2 separate regions of the Danio rerio genome follow, and region 2 is linked to region 1. The links are chromatin contacts, called in public Micro-C maps. All regions are on one chromosome and are shown on one strand. Each heading gives the region's core, a stretch centred on a gene start, on an enhancer-like site or on the middle of the called end of the contact. The rest is flanking DNA. Distances are from core to core; before and after follow the strand shown. Region 1 holds the start of zgc:77158. Region 2 holds the start of fgf6a (fibroblast growth factor 6a).

The links. Hi-C and Micro-C count contacts between places; a contact is called where the count stands out from the background.
Region 2: a Micro-C map of caudal fin shows a contact between it and region 1, with 3 times the contacts expected there. The contact joins the promoter of fgf6a here to the promoter of zgc:77158 in region 1. A contact is called at or near these places in 2 of 18 Hi-C or Micro-C datasets (caudal fin and embryo) and 2 of 4 datasets of contacts at active chromatin or transcription factors (caudal fin and embryo).

What each region holds. Positions count from the first base shown.
Region 1 is chr25:17,815,643-17,821,303 of GRCz12tu, reverse strand. zgc:77158 reads right to left here and starts at 2,906. Exons shown (of 6, transcript NM_205672.1): 1 at 2,870-2,906. It overlaps LOC141380953 (a long non-coding RNA gene), which reads left to right. Exons shown (of 2, transcript XR_012400377.1): 2 at 4,196-4,332.
Region 2 is chr25:17,878,653-17,884,141 of GRCz12tu, reverse strand. It overlaps fgf6a (fibroblast growth factor 6a), which reads right to left and starts at 2,838. Exons shown (of 3, transcript NM_001001398.2): 1 at 2,091-2,838; 2 at 1,453-1,556. The coding sequence starts at 2,427. All of the region lies in intron 1 of LOC103909838 (a long non-coding RNA gene), which reads left to right.

The sequences.
Region 1 (5,661 bases), core at 1,657-4,156:
CCAGACGAATCCTGCAGACTTGGCCCTTTGGTGCAGAGACATGGAGACATCATTCACTTTAGACCAGCTGGCATTTGCTCCGTATTATAGGTTAGCAGTGTAAAACTGTGACCTTCGGCCAAAGGGGAGGCTTTCTGGAATGTTTGTTTGTGTCTTTTGATGACTATCAGGATCCTGGTAGAAGAGTTTATTAAAATTGGTAGGTGCGTTACTCAATTACACAAATATAGTCAGGCACTTCTTTTGATGGGATTATTTGGAGTGACTGGAATGAGGACAGCTAGTCTAGTTGGCCAAGACTTAAAAAAAATTAAAAAATAAATTAAAAAAAAGAGATTTTAGAGATTTCGATACTAATAAAAATATGTATGCATGCAGGATTATTATTATTATTATTTTGCGCACATTGAGCAAAATAGCTGCAACAATTATAATTATTCTTAGCTTACCTTTGATGAGTTTTAAAATTTAATATTTTTTTATTAATTATTATTATGTGATAAATGAATGTGTAAATAATAATGTAATTATTACTGATAATACAATTATTTGCACATGAAGTGAAAACTGCATTACTAAATAAAAATAAACAATAAAAGTTTATGAGAAATAATTATCAAATTAATTGCATATTTATAGTTCTGTCTTGTTCTCGACTGATTATCTGACAGCCATTTGATATTCTGCAATAACAGCACACATATAGCCTCCTCACCTGTATTACTCCGCCGAGTGACAGCAGATCAATAAACTCACTACAGTTTGACAAATATTGCTGCTGTTGGACAGCATAATGTACTTTAAAGGTTTTTTTGTCAAAAATAAAGTTTAAATTGCAACTCCATACATGCAGTTTATTTATAAGGATATAGTGCCTATTTTCAAATATTTATAATTTCTGAGACACAGCGCATCAACGGCTACAGCTTGTCATACTGAGAAGAGCATATATGTAAAGGAAATTAATAATAATAACACTGTTATTGTTGTTAATATTTATAATAATAATAATAATAATGCTGTTAATAAAAGTAATAATAATATTACACAAAACTGCAAAATTGAAAAAAATGGTAAAATAAAAAATAGATAAATAAAAAAAGCTCTTTTTTTGCCACTTTGTTGTATGTTGGTAAAGGTGTTTTTCGGTGCTGTACAGCCTGGAGGGCTGAAACAGGAGCATGTGTAATTAAAAGAACTAAACATCTTCTCTGGCTTAAGAGGCTCTGTGGTTTGCCTGATCTGATCTGCTGTTGTGTGGTATTAAGCAAGCCGAGTACAGCTGGTCTGGCAAGGGAATTTCGGGTGAAGAACATTTCTCAAGGAAATCACAGATGAGCTGTTAGTGCTGATCTCCAGCCCTAAAGTATCTTTACTCAGCCAAACTTAATGGAAAAAACACTTATTACAAATAATGCTGTCTATATATATATATATATATATATATATATATATATATATATATATATATAGTTAAACATAAACAAACATACACATAAAACATACTCCAACTTCACATCAAGCGATGAGCTTTCAAATGTGTCATTTTCTGTTTATTAAATAGTTTCAGGCGAACAATGTCAAGAGAGTCTGCTATAAATAAATACTTGTCTAGACTCCCCATAAATATTGTCTAGCTGTCAGCAGTGACTCATAGTAAATGTGCTGGTGGATGGAAATGTGACCAAATATAACCACCTTTGCAGCTTCAGTTTCAGAATATATAGTTGAAATCATAAATGGATCAACTTGCGCTGCATTTTAAATGGCATGTTTCTTATGCATCACACATTTGATGTGAGCAGGCATTTAGTGAGACATTGACTGTCTGATGATAAAAAGTTTAATGGAAACACACATTTCGCCTTAATTTATGCTGTTTAAAAAGTACACAAAAATAACATGAAAACGAAAAGAAAAAAAAATGTAAGGATGCACAAGCATGATTGTTCAGTTTCTTGTCAAGAACGCTGATTGCTTCACCTCATAAGACCTCACTCATATCATCATCAGCCATGGCTATTCATTTTGCTGGCATATATATGATGTTAACCTCCTAAAAGAAAATCACTGTTGACAAACATTTCAATACATAAAAAAATAAAAAGTCACTTACAATTTAAATGACCTGAGGCCGATATTTTATCAAGGGTCACTGCGAGTCGAAAGCACTTAAAAGACAATGTTTGGTTCAGTCAGAGAGTTTTTTAGGAGATGAGCTTCCCAAAAATATTCGTTCCTACAGTGGACATTGTTTAAAATACCAAAAATGCAGTCTAGGCAAGCAGTTCGCTATGTTTTGAGACAAAGCCAAAACATTAAGCAGAGACTAAACAAAGTCTTAAAATACTTAAGTATTTACCTCCCCCACAGCCATGTGTCAAAACAGCGGGGGTCTGAGCAAATACCTTTGGAAATGTTTCATTGAAAAAAACATAACCGACTCAAACAGTCGGTGCCACCCTGGCACTTGGCACCTCACTCTAACATGATGGTAAGCTCGAGTATGAGAAGTTTGCCAGATTGAATGATAGTAAAGTACTATCCGCTAAACTTCTCAAGAATATAACTAACTAGTTTTCCGTTTTTTTGTCAGAATCCGAAACATCGCGAAGCAAAACACGAACAACGCCAGTCTGTGTGTTTGTACAACGGTACAAACATGTTTGCAGTTCCCCTTTGGTGATTTTATGCGGCGCGAGGGTCTCATGCAGGAAGCGGAAGTTATTTTTGATTCAATGAACAAGTTTCTTGCGTTTATCACTCATTCGGAAATCTTTCTCATCTCGAGCATGTCAGTGACACAAACTAAAGCTTTCAGAAACAAAACAAGCCTTACACACAGAACAAAAACAGGCTGATATCCTACCTTCCAGACGCGGCTCTCGTGTGTCCGTCGCTTTCACGGACGCTCCGCTGTTTCCAACTTTGTGGGAAGGACTCAGTCAGTGACGTGCTGAATTATCCGGGAAAAACCATGAATCACTGCACGGAGCCGCGAGGTGTAGAGGACGGGTTAATCCTCCTGTTGAGCTCGGGTCATCAACCGAACAATAGAAATAAAACCGCGTGGAATTCAATTCAGTTCTTCTTGATTTGTAGATCCAGACTAGTTTACTTCAGGTTTACAGCTTCAATAAGAAAATGCGTCATATAAATAAAGTCATGTAGTTAATGTTGTTTTGCTGACATAGTTACGACGGAAACAATACAATGGTTACATTGTGGGTAATATAATAAGAATATTTTTTCATTATCTATCTATCTATCTATCTATCTATCTATCTATCTATCTATCTATCTATCTATCGTCTGGCATGTACATCCATCCATCATTCCAGTTCATCCATCCATTCGTTCATCTATCTATCATCTGTCCGTCATGTCCATCCATTAGTCATATATCCATCCATCTGTCCATCCATCCATCCATCCATTTCAGTTCATCCATCAGTCCATCTATCTGTCTATCCATCCATCAGTTCTTCCATCCATCCATCAATCATTCCAGTTCATCTATAAGTCCATCTATCTTGTGTTCATCCATCCATCTTTCTATCATTTCAGTTTATCCATCCATCCATCCATCCATCCATCCATCCATCCATCCATCTATCTATCTATCTATCTATCTATCTATCTATCTATCTATCTATCTATCTATCTATCTATCTATCTATCTATCTATCTATCTATCTATCTATATCCATACATACATACATAATTTCATCCATCAGACCATCTATCTGTCTGTCTTTCCATCCATCAATTTATCCATCCATCTACTTATCATTTCAGTTCATCTATGTCTATCAAGTCAGTCTGTCCATACTTCATTCACTCATTTGTCCATCTGTCTGTCCATCTACCTATCATTTCAGTTCATCCATCCAATCATCAGTCTATATATTTCTCTATCCATCCATCCATCAGTTCATCTATCTATCTATCTATCTATCTATCTATCTATCTATCTATCTATCTATCTATCTATCTATCTATCTATCTATCTATCTATCTATCTATCTATCTATCTATCTATCATCTATCTATCTATCTATCTATCTATCTATCTATCTATCTATCTATCTATCTATCTATCTATCTATCTATCTAATCTGTCTGTCTGTCCACAATCTCTTTATCTAAAAGAAAACTATTCAGACCTGACACATCTTGTGTTTTATTTTTTCAGTGTGTTGTCGTCTTGTTGGCCTCAGAGAGGATGAGCTGTTACTGCAGACATGCACACTTAACAGTCTGTACCACGATCACATCCCATGAGGAATGTCTGTGCCAGGCTTATATTGCCTCTTATACGACATTGTGCAACGTCATTAAAATAAAAAGAAAACGTCATTATATAGAGTGTCACCTTCTTTTGACAACTTAATCACCAGCAGAATCAACTCTCTAATTATTGTTACTCCCCTTTTGTGCATAGACGACACATGTTGACAGAGGCTCAGATGATGAGCCCTAATTAAAACCAACACATTCTAACAGGACCGTCTCGGCCCATCAGGAGATGTTGTTCAGAGTTGAATAAACACAGCTCTGTCAGGCGCAGTTGTTGGATGGTTGGGGCTCAAATGGCTAAAGAGCGAGACTATGACGTAGAAGAGCGAGTCAAAAAAAAGCCGTCACTGAGCCTTGCACCCATGTCCCAGACCCCAGGCTAAGGTAACCGGAGACCAGAATTTACCACTAACTGATACCAAGAATGTGAGACATTTGGTGACACATTTCCTTAGCACAAGCTCTCTGGGCTGAGCACGGGAGGCCATTAGGGACTGATTGAGTTCACTTTAGTTCGTATTGCAGCACCGTCTAGAACTTGTAGTGCTCTTTTACTGGCCTGTTTGATCAGCACTGTGAAAAATATCTATCAGTTAGCGGCTGTGTGACTGAATGTCAGCAGTTTGTGATTCAAGGGGGAGTTTCGGTTTATTTATGTTTCATGTTGAATTATGAGGCTTTAATCTTTAGATGTTAAATATCTAAATCGGCAATTTAAATTGCGCTTTTATAAGTTTAAAATTATATATTTTATCTGAGTTATTCATGAAAAATACAAAATAAAGATAAAGGACAACCTTTTCAGACTGATCTGAATTCATTATATAGCAAAACTGAAGTCTTTATAGACCTACACTGTGAAACCCAAAAAGTTAAGGAAACTCAAACCGTTTGAGGAAATCGATTGCAACAAAGCATTTGGGTGAAAAAACTAATCCTAATGAGTACTCTGAACTTAATCTATTTGAGTAAACAAAGCAATTTGAGTAAGTAAAACTCAATAAATGAAGAGAACTCAAACCAACTGAGTACTGTAAAACCCAATAAGTTAAGGGAACTCAAACCATTTGAGGAAACGGATTGCTACATTTGAGTTAAAAAAACTAATCTATAGGAGTACTGTGAACTTACTATATTAAAGTTGAAGTAATGAGGTATTTAATTAACTCATTACCTTCAACACTGAGTTCAAAACTCTTTTCAAAAAATAGAATTAACTTTTAAATTAAATGTTGAGTTAACTACACTCAAATAGCCTATTTATTTCACCATTAGAGCATGTCTTTGGTTTTGGGGGAAATCGGAGCACCCGGAAGAAACCCACACAAACATGGGGAGAACATGCAAACTCCACAAAGAAAT
Region 2 (5,489 bases), core at 1,589-4,088, 63 kb before region 1:
TTGTTTTTAGGGAAATTATCTGCCAGTAAGTGTAATATTCTTGGTTTCTTTTTCTAAAATAGATATTTGGACTAGAAACACAACAAAATTGCAAGTAAGAAATGTTTTAGCATAAATCATATAAAATCCATATAAATACAGTGATTAAATACAAATCTGTGGCTCCTAGTCAACTTTATAATTCAGACTATATGCAATGTCCAGTCTGACTATATAATTCAGACTGGACATTGCATATCTTTGTGATGTGACTATTGTGAATGTGCACATTGCGATATTGATGCTGAAACTGGCATGGATATATTGCAGCCCTAAACCAGAGATTAACATTTTTGTCGCACCAGTTTAAACATGGTATTTATATTAAATGGTAATCAGTAGAGTTTTTACACTTTTACTATTATACAACCATGGTTAACTTTTGCAAGGGAAACATATACATTTGGGTCAATGACATGTGAAAGTTCAAATTGTTCAAAAATACATTAAAATTCTTTACATTTCACCTTCTACATGATAAAAAAAAATACATGGGAAAAAGTTATATTCATTCTTCCACATTAGCATGTTTTGGAATGTTATAGTTATCGTTGGTTTAGAATTGGATGCTGTATGAGAATTTTTCTTCCCACACTACATTGTTGGCCAGGTACATGTAAAAAATGCAGGGTTCCACACAACTCATTCCTTTTGTCCCAACACAATTAAATTTGTTAACTTGGATCGAACATAAAACAAGCATTGTGTTTTGGCTTATTTTAAATAAGTAGTGTACATAGCTTGAATAACTCATTTAATAACTTATCATGTATTAATTAAATATTATTTGTGTAGGTTTAAATGGCAGATCTGAGACATTTTACCCTTTAGTGATTGTCATTGTGCATGCTTTAATATTTACAGACTATCACCAGTTTTACGCCATGTACATGTTAATCTTTTCTTCTAGGGCCAGCATTAGTAAAAAAGTAATCTATATCTGTGCCAACTGGCCTAGATTAGCACTGTTTTACAATAAGAACTATTCAGCCCAATGCTTTGTGAGACAAAAATGGCCAGTGTTGTTTTGACTTTTGACTCTGGTGAACTTAAGTATGAAAAATGTCCGTGTTGTGTGTAGGAATAAGCTACTGTATACATAGCTATATAATCAGCGTAAAAGGGAACTAATTAGCCTAATGTTTAAGCCAAATGGACAAAATGTGAATCGTACTTTATTGTAAAATGTCGTCTTTGATGTTCAACAGAGGAAAGAGAAAGGTTTGGAACCACTATGGTTTAATTTCTGGGTGAACTATCCCTTTAATGGGTACACAATTTGAAACCTTAAATAAGTGGCACCAAACCTGCTTAGCATTTTTGTCACCCCACACCATACGAATCCTCACTTGTCATTGACCCATTTAACACCGCAAAACCGGCGAAAGTAAATCAAACAACAGGCATACCTACCGTTCCGTATAACCTCCCGCGGCTGCTCATTGCGACAAACAGCCCGCTTTTCACGCCGTATAGACTAACCACTCCTCTCTCTACCGCTGAGATTTCAATTAGACCTGGTTGAACAGAACATCAGTGTTACATACATGACAGTGTGGCACACGGCAGCTCATTCACTCATTCTACACGAGTGGGTGGATCCACGGGACGCACTGCCTTTGTTCTGCATTTTTCTCCAATGCTGGCTCATTTCTTGGAAAAAAAAGAAAAAGCCCTGCAGTTCTGGCATGTACAACAAGCAGGTGGACGCAGTGTAAAATTAGTTGGCGTCTAAATTCGTCCAAGCATTCGTGTCATGTTTGAGGCTCGGGAAATTCGGCAGTGATTGACACTGGGGTTTATTTTAATAGGATGCCATTGCTTTAGGACACATGCGATAAAATAATAGCAATAATAAATTCATTGGTTTATAATTGATCATATTGATTCATTGTTGATTATAATAAAAAAAGTTAATATAAAAACGAATTATTATTTTTTTCTTCACGCATTTAATTAAAAAAATCCAATAATTATTGAGCTTTTCATTCGGTCGTTTCCATCCCTGGTACAACGAGTGGTCATGCATTAGATTTCTGGATGCAACTCACTGTACTGGTTCTCATTATGGACTCCGTTTATCCTTCCGTCTGGCAGGACCTGCAGGTGAAATCCGATGCCCACGTTGCAGTACAGCCTCCGCACTCTCTTAATGCCCAGCAAATAGTCACTCTCCCAGTTCAGGTCCGATTTCTCCACCGAGATCCCCAAAACCGAGCGGGAGAAGAGCTTCTCCCACCTTTTCTCCAGTGAAGTTGCATTAGTCCTGTCCGAGGTGGGGTAGGAGGACACGATCCCAATCAGAAAGCCCAGCAGAACAACCGCAGTCCACGTCCAGCGCCCGCTGCTCTCGCACATACTGGTGAGGAACCTTTGCGCAGTGGCCATCCGGTTTACCCTCGGGGCACGTGGTCAAAATTAATGCCCCTAAAAATACCACTCTTGTTTTTCTTCTTTCGGCATGGTGGCAGGGGCTTATTTTTGGAAGGCAGGTCGGGGCTGCGGGCATGTAACGCAATAAGCCCCTCGGTAGATGAGAAGAGCAGGGCGGCAGAGCTCGAGCTGGTGGCGGCGACGATGATGATTACCATGTTTCACCTCTCTGGATGGGGAGCACCACACACACTCACCAAAACGCAAGCTCACCTTGCCTGGGAGATCTTCGGCATGACATCACTCACCTTCGGGATGACATCACGCTGACCTCACCGCCGCCGGGGGTCAGCTAGATCGCCAGAACCCAGTCGGTGTGTGAGTCCAGGCGCGCGGCCCCGGGCAGAGTGAGTGGAGCGCGAGGGAGCCTGATGGGTTTCGTTGGCAGCTCCCAAATTGGACCGGCGGTCATATGCCTGACGGGCCGCTTCCTTATTTAGAAGGAAGGTGTAAAAACAGGCCAGTTGTCACTGCGGAGCCACGTCAGTCTTGCAAAACACTTCCTGCGCTGTTTGCTCAGGAAGCTTTCACTAAGCTATATTTTGAAAATGCTCCCGTGATTTATTCATCTGGGTAAAACACATAGTTGGAGGTTATGCACGTCCGAGCGCGAGCAACTCCTTTGATCGCCGAATTGCCTAATTGACCAAGCAATTGATAGCCAGCTATAAGGTTGGACACAAAATTCACTATTGATAAGATTAAACCATAGTTAAACCATAGCATAATAAAACTAATATATAAACAATATGGGAAAAAGCACGGTTACTACACTTTAATTATCAATAAAAACAGTTATTTTTCGTTAAGCATATGTCCCCTTCATAACCTCTTGCAGTAAATCCACAGAACATATTTTTATGGATCCAAATAATTTTTAATTAAAATGTTTGAAAAAAAAACCCAAAACAATCGCCAACATTTTAAAAAATAGAAATATTCTTTCTCATCTATATTAAAAAAACATTTTGTTAAATGGGAATACTTAAAAAGCTCTTAATAAAACCATCAGTCAATAAATAATACGTCTTACACCTGGCAGGTGCACAAAATGAAAGAGACCGTCCAACAGGTGGCGCTGTCTCACATCCGTAGAGAAAGTTAAAACCCAGCGACAATACAATAATTTACTATACAAATTTGCCATTGCTTGTTATTAGCCTATTGATGTACAGTGCTCAGCATAATGGAGTACACCCCATAAATATTTTTATCAATTTCTCAGTGTATGCAACGTATTTTTGTGCATTTAAACAGCAAAGATTCATTAAACATATATTTATTAAAATAATATTTTAGTCACCAAACATATTTAGAAATTGAAAAATAATTAATTTCAAGCAAATATTGCCTACAAAATCCATAACATTTTAACCAAATCTTTCTATCTTTTTGCTTCTCTTGATATTTCCTCTTTTTAAAATTTGTATTTAATATTTTTCTTTAACATAAATTTGGGTGTGCTAGTTTTACTAGTACATAACCATTCCAGTCAAGAACTTACAAGTCAAAAGGCAAATATAGACCCCTAGACCAAACTCTATCTTAATTCCTATTGCTTTATGTTTGTTGTTTTAAAGATGTTTAATCATCTCTGAATGTAGTCAGATAATTATTTCTCTGAATTCAGGGCCTTGGCCTAAAGTAATGAATAAATCCTAATTAAAACCGAGTCAGACATAATCCCTATGGATGCCAGAAGAACCCTTTTTTCTTTGCAATATCCTGACCTATATATTTAGAACATTAGTTGTCAAAACACTTTATAAGTCTGCTTAAAGAACAAAAGACATTTGAGTGAGGCTGTCACATAACAACTAAAACATTCATTTTGTAACCTGACATTTCACCACTTCATGGCTCTTGGTTTGATAGCATTTTTTTTTAAGTTAAAGGGTTTATTTGAGAAAATACAGTTGAAGTCAGATTTATTAGCCTCTCTGTTTATTTTTCCCCAATTTCTGTTTAACGGAGAGAGGATTTTTTTAACACACTGCTAAACACAATAGTTTTAATAAGTCATTTCTAATAGCTGATTAGTTTGATCTTTGCCATGATGACTGTAAATAATATTTGACTAGATATTTTTCAAGACACTTCTATACTGCGTAAAGTGACAAGTTAAAGGCGTAACTAGGTTAATTAGCTTAACTAGGCAGGTTAGGGTAATTAGATAAGTTATTGTATAATGATGGTTTGTTCTGTAGACTCTCTCTCTCTCTATATATATATATATACACACACACACACACACGCATGCACATATATATATGAGCAATATCACATGAGTAGCAGTGCGATATGGCTGTATATCGGCACTGGTGGGAGGCCGCAGGCCGAGTGCCTTAGTGCCCCCACCAGTGCCGATATACAGCCATATCGCACTGCTACTCGTGTGATATTGCATTTTTACAACAGTTTGATGACATAATTTTGTATATAAAAACAAAATCAAGCATGGGGAGTCTCAAAAACCCTTTTGTATGAGGATCTACTTTCTTCCGGATTCAAATCATAAGCTGACAGTTAAACTTTAGATCTTTAGATCTGCAGTGTCTGCTTTTTGCTGGCTGTATGTGGGCGGAGGAATAAACAAAGGGTAAAGAGGTTGTAGGAGTTCTGATATTGCAGAATACCGCATAGCTATCAGCCAATCAGATTTGAGAACCAGACAGAACTGTTGTGTGTATGTGTGTATATATATATATATATATATATATATATATATATATATATATATATATATATATATATATAGATGTTTAAGATGGCTTAAAACTGCTTTTATTCTAGCCAAAATAAACAAGTAAGACTTTCTCCAGAGGAAAGAAATATTATCAGAAGTACTGTAAATATTTCCTTGCTCTGTTAATCATTTAAAAAATACAAAACAAAAAACTAAAGGGGGTTCAATAATTCTGATTTCAATTGTATATACCAAATACAAAATTATATTCAGGAAATTCCACAAATTTTGGGGAAAATGTAGCTTCTGTGCTAATAAACGGTTTATCCGG